Linked DNA regions of Mus musculus: region 1 is linked to region 2. The links are chromatin contacts, called in public Hi-C maps. All regions are on one chromosome and are shown on one strand. The core of a region is the stretch at or near the end of the contact, and the rest is flanking DNA. Distances in the headings are between cores, read along the strand shown. Region 1 has its middle 25 kb from the start of Gm23795. Region 2 has its middle 22 kb from the start of Gm16158.

The links. A called contact is a pair of places that touch in the nucleus more often than the background predicts.
Region 1: a Hi-C map of uterus shows a contact between it and region 2, with 5 times the contacts expected there. The contact joins two enhancer-like sites. A contact is called at or near these places in 9 of 484 Hi-C or Micro-C datasets (cerebral cortex, cortical neurons, nephron progenitors and 2 more).

Annotation. Positions count from the first base shown.
Region 1 is chr7:68,975,024-68,980,151 of GRCm38.p6, forward strand. No RefSeq gene overlaps it. Among named protein-coding and RNA genes, the nearest start is that of Gm23795, 25 kb to the left of the region's middle. Within about 2 kb of position 3,743, at least 18 of the 459 cell types and tissues checked have an H3K27ac peak or open chromatin away from gene starts, as enhancers often do. A contact at or near this core is called in uterus, where this site is marked.
Region 2 is chr7:68,372,711-68,378,339 of GRCm38.p6, forward strand. No RefSeq gene overlaps it. Among named protein-coding and RNA genes, the nearest start is that of Gm16158, 22 kb to the left of the region's middle. Within about 2 kb of position 1,746, at least 30 of the 459 cell types and tissues checked have an H3K27ac peak or open chromatin away from gene starts, as enhancers often do. A contact at or near this core is called in uterus, where this site is marked.

The sequences.
Region 1 (5,128 bases), core at 2,493-4,992, 600 kb after region 2:
TCGCCCTCCACTCACCTTCTCAGAACCCACCTTCTTGCTAGCCTGCATGGAGTCCCTTAGCTTACATCGATTCTTCCATATTTCAGGACCTTGGCATTAAAAACCTCAGAAATCCAGAATACAACCTGTAATAGGAAGTTGAGTGTTACCTCTGCTTCCCACTGCATTTATCTGGAAGGCCTGTTTTGTTTGTTACATAATCTCCCAGGCTTTCTTAAATAAATGAACTTTTAGAAAAAGTGACCTCTCTTTAATATTTAAAAAACAAGCAGGGTGTGGGGTGTGTGGAGAGATGGCTCAGCGATAACGACTAGGCTCACAATGAAAAATAAAAATGAGCTGAGAGGCTAGCTCTCAAGGAAGCACTCAACTAGTTCTGGATTCATCCCACAGTACCACCATGAGATAAACTTAAACCTGACTTTATTTATTGTTCACGGACAGAACTGAGTGCTTGCTGAATGTTTTGTTTTGTCTGTGTTCCTGATAGGAGCGATGCCAAGTGTTCTGTCAACAAATCCTTTAGGAAATTCTGTGTATTAAGTGAACTTTATGAATTTTAATCCAATGTTCAAGAGATAAAATGTGAGTTATCAGACCCTCCCGCATACAGGCTGCCATTAAAAGCAAATTAGCCTGGATCTCTGTGGCAGAGCATTGCTAGGCATGAATCAGATAGCACCTTCCATTCCCCACACCAAATAGACACAAATCAAATGACAACCTAAACACATTCATGTGTGTGTGTGTGTGTGTGTGTGTGTGTGTGTGTGTGTGTGTGTGTTTAAAGAACAGAGAGTGCACAGATCATTCCAAAGAGCAGAGAGGTCTCTTTAAATCCCGGTCCTGGGATGTCTGTCTGTGCCTGTCCTGGTAGACTTGATATCCTTTCCTTGCAAGGCTGAACTAGGCAGCTTGGTGTCAGAGTTGATAACTCTAGCAGGCAGAGCCTCTTTGTGCTGTAGGCCACTTCACAGAGGGAAAAGAATCGGGGAGGCTTCTTAATTCCTGTCTCTCCTGCTTCTGTCTTCTTATTGGTTTGAAAGGTTGCTCTTGTTTCAGCAAGAAAAATGTGTCTGAAGAGGTTCTGCTTCAAGAAGCTTAAAAGCCCAAAATGCACGGACTCTTGGTTAATAAATAAAGTAGGGCGTTCCCCTGGCAGCTGGGACATCAGACACAGAAGGCGAGCAGCTTCTTTGACCACGTGTGAGCAACTGTGACAAGTAGATAAGGCAGAAGATGGCTTCCAGTCAATTGTCTTTAGAATCCACACTAATAGTGCAGCAACTTGTGTCAGAGATTCAAATCATATTTGTATGAACTTGTGATAATCAAAAGATTTAGCTGCCATTGCTTGGCGTTTTATGATGTGCTAGGCAGTATGGGAGGCACTTAAATGATATTCTAGAATCTGCCCATAATATCTGCCCACAATGTACCCACTCTAACTAGAGAGCGTTATGATAAATAAATAATAATATTGATGAATGACAAATGCATCGTCATTAAGGAATTGGAAAAGAAAGTAGCATTCTGAGACAAATAATGTTTATGCTGGCTGGCGCTAAGGGCTCAAAAGAATTGTTATAAAGAAAAACCAAAAACCAACCAAAAAAAGAACACCTGCAAAATCAGAGAGGAACGATGGAGAAACTGCTTGAGGGCAAATGAGTGTGTGGTGTTTCTGGCTGCCAATTTACCCAACTGTTGGTTGTGCCAGTAGAAGTGATTCAGGCAGGTACGGGACATGAGCAGTTCATCCTGAAAACTGTTCTCTGTCTCATTTGATATTTAATGTGACAGCCACCATGAAAGCAAGTGAAAGTGAGCAGGTCATGGAACGAAGGCTGGCGGTATTGTTTATAGAATGACCATGTGGGGTGCATGCGCATGTGTCTGGGTGTCTGTGTGTCTGTGTATGTGTGAGTGTGTGTGTGTTTGAGAGTGTGTGTGTGTGTGTGTGTGTGTGTGTGTGTGTGTGCATATGTGTAAGTGTTGGATTGCATAGCATATGAGAGACAGGAACGATGGCTATTGCCTTTGGAGTTCTGAAGTTTGAGAGACTGGAGTGACATTATCTTTTCAGCTACTCAGGCCTAAGCCAGACCCAGAAATTCCTGTAACATTTAAAAAATATTTTTAAACACTTAGGACCACACACAAAATAACGATGTCCTTGAGCAGATCCTCCAGAGTGTGTTTGGTTCCAAATGTTTTAGTTCTGGCAATGCAACCCTGTACCTTTAAATCATAACGGTACAGCCTAAGCCAGTAGATGGCAGTAAGATACCGCAGATTTTGGCAGAAGCTTCTGGGCTTTCACTGCTAAAAAATGCTAGATTTTTTTTCCTTGTAATTATTATTTGAAGGTGGGTCCTAATCTATTGTTCAGAGAGAAATTGCTGAATTGAAAAACAGGAAATAATTCTTCCTAATTAAATAGACAAAGTGATTATCAAAGACTTTTATTTTGTCCCAATTCTAAAAATTTGCAGTAGGGTGTACAGTGTATGTGTGTGTATGTGTGTGTGTGTGTGTACCAGTGTGTGTGTGTGTGTGTATGCCTATGTGTGTGCCTTTGTGTGTGTGTGTTTGTGTGTGTGTGTGTGTGTGTGTATGTATAAGCAAATGAAGGGTCTGGTGTGTTTTTAAATAATTCCAAATTTGAATGAATGTTAATTTGTGTAAAACTTAAAAAGTATATTATTGAATTGAGCAGGAAATACTTCTATGAAAGCATTGGTTGAAAAATGCTTTCTTCCTTATGCCATCCAGGATTTGCCCGTAGATGTTGTGAATTCAAACCAAAGTCCACACTCTCTGTAAATGTGCTGAGTCGAACCTGCTTCTTTATTGTCTTTCTTTTTCCTTCTTCCTTTCTTCCATTTTTTTTTTTCACTTAGATTCCTTTAGGAGTGACATCTCACACTGGGAGATGTCAGTGAGTCCAGTTGCCCCTCCTTCGGGTCCCTGAGCTTGGCCAGAGAGAGAGACCTGCAGTTTTAGCAATGCAAAACTTAAATAAATGTTCTTTAGAGACCTGTATATGTCAAAACACGTGGAAAATACAGCCTGTTAATATTGAATTTGGGAACAGGAGAAGAATAGTGTGGGCTGCTGTCCTCTCTTTTTGCTGTTCAAAAGCATCCTAAGACAGTCGTGCCATTGGGAGTCAGAACAATGGGCAAGGACAGCACCCCTCACCTCTCTCCCCTAAGCCTCTGGCAGGGGTGTGACTCCAGCTTCTAGCATGCACATTTAGGCCCCTCTCTACCTAAAAGTTGCATGCAGAGAGCAAGCGAGCAGTTAAGTCAAAAGAACTCAACCAGGCTCCCTTTACCTCTTTTCTAGTCTAAGCTCTGAAATGTGCCTAGGCTTCCAGGGAGACAAATTGTTTAATTTGCTAACATTTTGGAGCTCTTTAGAATTGTGAAAGAGCGAATTTCAAAGTATGGAGAGACCTCTGACAGAGTCCTAGTCAGATAGAGACTCTCTCTCTCTCTCTCTCTCTCTCTCTCTCTCTCTCTCTCTAAGGGAAGCTAGAAGCTGTGTGGTGTCTTGGAATACTCTGCACTTTCTGAGTCTCATTTGCTGTCTATGTCTTAGCCTTCCTTCTGACAAAAGTTAAAAAAAAAAAAAAAGTTAGCAAATATCTCCCTGAAAATCCCTGCTATGACTCTTAACAAAAGACTTGGTGCAAAGTGAAAGTAACACACTGGTGCTCAGGATCCTTCAAGCACTTGGGATTTTGGCTAGCCAAATAATCACGGCTAATCCCTGTTCATGCGGTTTCCCTAGGAAGCCTTTTACTTACTCTCTGTTAGCAAAGAATGATGTTTTCTACGCATCCATGGGTTCCCACTGCACGTAAATATAAAATGACACTGCACATTTCTCACTGCTGTGTATGCAGTTTAAGCAAAACAAAACAAAAATCAAGAGTTGAAGTTCTTTCCTGACAAACTTTAAGTTTTATAGAATGTAAATTTCTACCAGTTTGAATAATGCTTTTACTTGCTTCCTATTTTTAATTAGTTATTACCTGATGAGAATAGGCTACAATAATAGAGAGAGAACATATGAAAAATAAGCAATTACATAAAATATCTAAAAAATAATGATTTAAAAAATGGAGACGGTTCCAGAAGACATTCTCAGTGAGACCTTGGGCCAGTAGCACCCAGATGTCTGGACCTATCCAGTTAAAATCCTTCAAAGTTGCTCACATTTTTTGACACATGTTGCTGTGAAAGATTAGTGAGCTTTCAATTTTGTTTTGTTTTGTTTTGTGAGTGTGGGTGCTTACAAAATAAAGTCTGAAGGGAGTGTTACGCAGATGCATTTTAGACTGTGCAACCCGATCGGTTTGAACTCTGAACGATCATATTATTTATTTATTTGTTTGTCTTTCCTTCTCAAAGACAGTTAATTACTGAAGCACCGAGAGAGAACATTTTGTATTCCTGCTTTGCGAATGTGCCTCGAAAACCTGAGACTAATGAGACCAAGTTCTCACCCCAGCTGTGAACTTGCTGACTTTCCTGCTTGGAAACCCGAGCAGAGCTTCTGAACATTGGTGAGTTATTTAAAATAATGATTGCTTTTTGTTATTGTTTCTGTTCTATGAAGAGTCAGGTTTTTTTTTTTTTCCCCTAACACAACAAAGACAATGCCTTGGATCTGTGTAGAAGTAAAGGTGCAATAGGCCTGGTGAACATCTATGGCTTGTATATTTATTTAAAGGCTTGCTGTAATGCATATTATTAAGGATGACAATCATGAACTTGCTTGCATTGTTTATTTTGTAAATACCCATAATGGAGCTCTCAGAAACGGAGATCAGCTGCCCCCTTGGCCATGATGGCCGACTGCTGGGAAGTGACTGCCCAGGGGCCCTTTATGACTTGGGTTCCTGACCTAGGCCTTTCACAATTTATGCTCTTAGAATATTTTTAAGTCCACGTATAAAAATTCCCCGTGCAAACATCTGAAATGAACTATGAGTCTACTACGCAAAAGTCCTATGGTAGATTACATTTGGATGTCTGTAATGGACTAGCACAGCAGCTGTGCTCGGGGAACTAGAAAGATGTCAGATATGGTGTTTGTGGCCATCACGTGCAGAAAG
Region 2 (5,629 bases), core at 496-2,995:
CTGGATGGTTGCCTGTCCTGTCCCCTGCATCTCACCTCATGCGGTTTAGTGTGTGTGTGTGTGTGTGTGTGTGGTGGTGGTGGTGTGAGACATAGATCTAAACATGGCACTCCCAGCACAAAAAGTGGCTCAGGGTATCCGGTTGGCTTGAGACAGGTGGGCAAGCCTGTGAGGGATTTTTTCTTAATTGTATTATTTGAGGTGGGGAGACCCATCCTAAATCTGTATCATTTGAGGCTAGAAGAACCATCTAAATCGGGGCCACACCTTCTGATGGCAGCCAATCTACAAGAACATGACAGAGGGAAGCTTTTGATGTTTTGCCTGCTTGTCCTACTCTGCCTGGTAAGTCCATCTACCCTGCTGCTGAGACACTCCTGGAGACTTTTGCCTTCTGGAACCTTTCCCTACATAAAAGTTAAAAATTACATTTTGCTACTTTGCTGTTATGAAGTTAAATAGTATCTGGGGCAGACTGCAGTTTTTCCTTCACATTTTAAATCCGATCAGGACACTCTCATGAGCCTTAGGTGCTGTGCTTATTAATAAGGCCCTTAATGCATAATCCCACTCAGAGAATTATTTTTCCCCCAGTTTGGCTGTGTGTATCAGAGGGCAGGCTCTCAGAGTATTGACCGCTCCTGACTGCATGAACACACCGGAGCCATCTTTTGGCCCAAGTGCCAGACAGAACTTGGTGCTGAGGACTGTAGTATAAGGAAGGACAGATGGAATGGTGTTGGTTGAACCAGGGCAGAAGCTGTGCTGTGGAGATAGATCTTAGCACAGACCGCCTCTGGTACAAGTGCTGTAAAGATGTCCACCTTGCCAAGGTTCTGGGAATGCAGGTGGTGGCCCTTAAAGGCTTCGCCGGCTACTTGGGTGCTGTGTTTGGATCCTATTGCCTTTGTGACCAAGGTCTGGGCCTGCCATTACCCCATGGTGGTCCTGCCTGCTGTGTGGGATTAGGAAAGACAGGTCCAGTGCTTAGCACTGTTGCCATCCCTTTCTTCTGTCCCTGAGCTTTTCCTAAAGAGTCACAGGCTGAGAACCACAGAACTTTGCCAGTCCAGCCAGAGCAAGATCAGCGCAGACCTTTGCGGAAGAGCTTTGCAACTGTGCTGACAGAAGTAGCAGTAGCCTAGGTAGGGAAGTGGATTCCTAGGCCCTACCCTAGACAGACGGCAGCCCAGAGTTCTGGCTGAGCTCCTGTGTACTCTCTGAGTTTTTACCCAAGGATGCAATCTTCTGGAAGGCCTCCAGCATCAGGCCCATGACCCGCCTGAAAATTGAGGGAACCTGGCTACAGCGGCCCCTTTAGGACCCTTAGCAATAACAAGACAAGTAGGTTTTTGTGATTAGTTTTGTTTTTGCCTTCCATACGGAGGTGGAAGCAGAAGCTGGTAGGTTTAAAACTGTAAAATGTAATTTACTATGCGAGTTGATCTTGACGGTCCAGGAGATGCATGGAGCAAGAATTGCCACTAGATGGCGCTGCTGCACTTCCCTGCGGACTCTGCACATCGATTCTAATAAGGTTTTCCTGGATCCCACCGGAGTCCTAGTTAAAAAAAAAAAAAAAACCAAAACGACGCGCCACTGTGAGTTGAGGCCTATTTCACTAAGATACCCAGGAAATGATATAAAGTCACGAGGCTTTGGCTGGGGGCAACTGTGGGATTGTAGCAGGAAAGCCATGTAGAATGTTACAGATCTCCCTGTCCACAGTACTAGCTTCAGCCGGGTGGAGGAGCAGTTAGAGAAGCGGAGATAGGCTATTTTCTTTTACAGGGAGCTTTCTGATCTGATCGAATGCCTCCTCTTTTTGTGCCAGCTTTGATGAAGTTGATATTGGCCAGGGACCCCCTAGAAGGCCTCTAGAGAAAAAAAGTCCTATTTGGGCTTGGGCATGGGAGTGTGTGGGGGAAGTGGGGTGATAGGGTCAGGCTGGAACTGGGCTTAGATTAGTTTGTGCCAGAGCACAGTGTGGATGCAGAGACTGAGCGTGGGGCTGTAGGGGGCTGCTGGGTGACTCAGTGACAAACCCATGATAGTAATAAGCATAAAGACACCCACCCAAACTACCTCATGGAATCCAGCCTCTCTGCAGCTAGGAGGACGAGAACACAGTGTCCGGTTCACAGATGGGAAACACTGGACGCTCAGGCCTGAACCACAGGGAGGGAGGGAGGGCAGGGCTCAGGCTTCTTCTTTTTTTTTTTTCTCAGACCTCCCTCCCTCCCTCCCTCCCTCCCTCCCTCCCTCCCTCCCTCCCTCCCTCCCTCCCTCCTTTTCCTTTCCTTTCTTTCTTTCTTTCTTTCTTTCTTTCTTTCTTTCTTTCTTTCTTTCTTTCTTTCTTTCCTCTTTCTTTCTTTCTTTCTTTCTTTCTTTCTTTCTTTCTTTCTTTCTTTCTTTCTTTCTTTCTTCCTTCCTTCCTTCCTTCCTTCCTTCCTTCTCTCTCTCTCTCTCTCTCTCTCTCTCTTTCTTTCTTTCTTTCTTTCTTCCTTTCTTCTTTTCTTTCCTATTTTCTTTATTTACATTTCAAATGTTATTCCCTTTCCTAGTTTCCCCTCCGAAAATCCCCTATCCCCCTCCTGCCTCCCCCTGCTCCACAACCCACCCACTCCTGCTTCCTGGCCCTGGCATTCCCCTATACTGGGGCATAGAACCTTCACAGGACCAAGGGCCTCTCCTCCCATTGATGACCGACTAGGCCATCCTTTGCAACAAGAGCTTGCTGACAGGAGCCTGATAAAGCTGTCTCCTGAGAGAGAGGCTCTGCTAGTGCCTGAGAAAATACAGAAGTGGATGCTCACAGCCATCCATTGGATGGAGCACAGGGTCCCCAATGAAGGAGCTAGAGAAAGGACCCAAGGAGCTGAAGGGGTTTGCAGTCCCATAGAAGGGGTAGGGTTTCAAACAGGCCTGATTCTATGTCTTCTCCCTTAAAGCCACTGCCCTCAAGGATCAAGTAGTAGAGGCTGCAGGAAGCCCTGGTGTCCCTGTGGAGGAGGCTTCTCCTGCTGGAGGGCTTGTCGGGATTCATCTCCACTCATTGCCATCTGGGCCACAAAGGAGCCACAAGGCCCCAGGACATGCTGTGCATCTGGAAGCTCCATCTAGGGCCCCATGGGCTCTGCGGGCCCTGTGGGTTCCTGGGAGGCCCGGGGGTGGGGGTGGGGGTGGGGGAAGGATACCAGCTCACAGAAGCAAACACTGAGATTAAAAGAAGGGGTTCAGCCCCTCTACCATGCTCCCACCATCCCCAGCTCCCTGAGAGACCTGGCTGGCCGCCATGTCTTTAGGATAGGCTGATCCTCTGAGGAGAACTTCCCATATTACCAGGAGCCGCAGGGAGGTGGGGAGGGGGCAAAAGAAGACCCCTGTATCAGGCAGTGGCTAATCAGAGGAGAGATGAGGAGGGAGGAGGGAGGGCGGTGAGACACGGGTGCCAGCCACACAGTAGTCTCTTCTCTGTGAGTTTCACCAGTTTGGGCTTTCACTCTTGACATCCACTTGGCTCTTGCTATGCCCTGTCCCGCCCTGACTCAACACTTCCACACTACCACCAACACGATTGTCAGGACCATCCTTGTACTCGGCTCCCCCACTTCCCACCCTGGCTTTACCACATCCCCCAAGTGCAGGACTTGTCTATGTCTCTGGGTCTGCTCCTCATCAGCTCCCACTGTCCTCTCTTGTAGCAGGAACAGAGGGGCCACCTCTATGTAAAATCCGGGGGGCGGGGCGCACAGCCGCAAAAGCATCTCCTGCAGGAGGACCTAATGGAGGACTGCCTGAGAGACCAAGGATTGCGGATGCAGACAATGCCAGCCAATCAGGAACTGCTGTTTAGAAGAGATGCTTTCTTGGGACCAATGGGGACCAATGGGGCACGGGTGGAGGGTATTAAAGGAGCTGGAAGCAGTTTGCTGCTGCACTGTTTCTCACCTGCTTCTGAAGTCTGTATCATGACCTCACCTCCAACCCCCAAGGGCAGGTAGGGTCAGGGCAGTAGACCAGGGCACAGGCAGCACTTCCTTACAGTCCCTTACTGTCCTTTCTTTTCCTTCACAGCTTTGAAGCCTGAGTCCTCATTGTTTTTTCAACATGATATTTTTATTGACTAGTTGGGAATTCCAACACAGTTCACCCCCATCCCACCCCATCCCACTCCTCCCAGGCCCCCTCCCCCCAAAAAGAAGAAAAAAAAACCCACGTCTAATTTGTGTTGCCCATGTTCTCACTGGAGCATGGTCATATTCCCAGTGGTCAGCCCTTAAAGAAAACTGAATGCCCCTGTCTCCCTATAAAATCCCACGGAGCCCGATTTGCAGCACATTTGCTCTTGGGTGTGTGGGATTCACCTGCTGGTCTGTTGAGAAGCTGGATCGAGGCTGATGCCTTGGTCTGCTTTCTTCATCTCTTCTGGTTTACAAGCTCCAGACTGTGCTGGAGCTTCTAGGCCCTAGTGTGGGGTGGAGACATTTGGAATGAGTGATGAACTTCCCCTGGGTTCTAAGCTGGTACCCATATCCTACTTGATCTCAACTTGATGCAAGTTTACCCTCCAGTGGAAAGTTCTCTGCCTCTGTCCAAAGGTTAGATTGGAAATGAACCTAAAGACATTGGAATTCGTTTAAAATTTGCAAGAGTTTCCAAGATGTAGGTGCTACACAGAGCTCCCAACACCCTTCATCCAGATCAGAGGCCCACCTGTCTCTGCCTCTGAAGCGCTGGGATTACAGACCGGGAAGGCACCACACATCTGACTGCAGTCTTTCATAGTCACGTGTCACAGGGCAGGGCTTGTCATGAACACTTTCACCCTCTGTTTTGCTTTAATTTGGTCTATTGATGTATGCCCTGTAGAGCATCCCCTCCCCCCACTGCTCCCTCTCCCCCAAGCTCTCTCTCCCCGACTTCCCTCTCCCCAAAGCACAGGAGAGCTATGACATCTCCTTGCTCCCTTGGTCTGCAAGAACCAACATGAAAACATTCCCTTTTCCTTTGTGACGTTGATTTGTTTGCACATAGGATTCTTCTCCCCCACGCCTCTCCAGAACTAGAATGTTCTTTATTTTAAATTAAACTTTAAAAGGGGGAGTGGCTGGCGAGAAGACTTTGTGGGGTAAGTTTTAGCTTTAGCACTTTCCGGGTCTGGTGTCTTGAGTTCTATCCCATGAATCCACAGTGGAAGGAAAGAACTGACTCCTGAAGGTTGTCCCCTGACCTCTGCATCGTGACTTAGAGCCCTTATGGCCATCACACACATGAACGCATGCGCACACACACAATATGCATATACATACACATGAACATATGTACATGCATACATATGCACACACACACACACACACACACAGAGGTACGTGCATGTATGTATGCACATTCACATACACACCCATATGCACACACACATACTCTACTTTACAATAAAATCAATTCAAAATTAATGTTCTTTTATTTTGAACTTGTCTGGCACGTCTTCACCACCCTACTGGAACCTACTGGAAAAGACCTGACTCCCCTGGGGTGAGGCACGCCTAAGAAGCAAACTTAAAGACAATGACTTCTAACTTTCCCTGCTGCTGTGGGGACTATAGAGGCAGCAACATCAGGAGGTGGC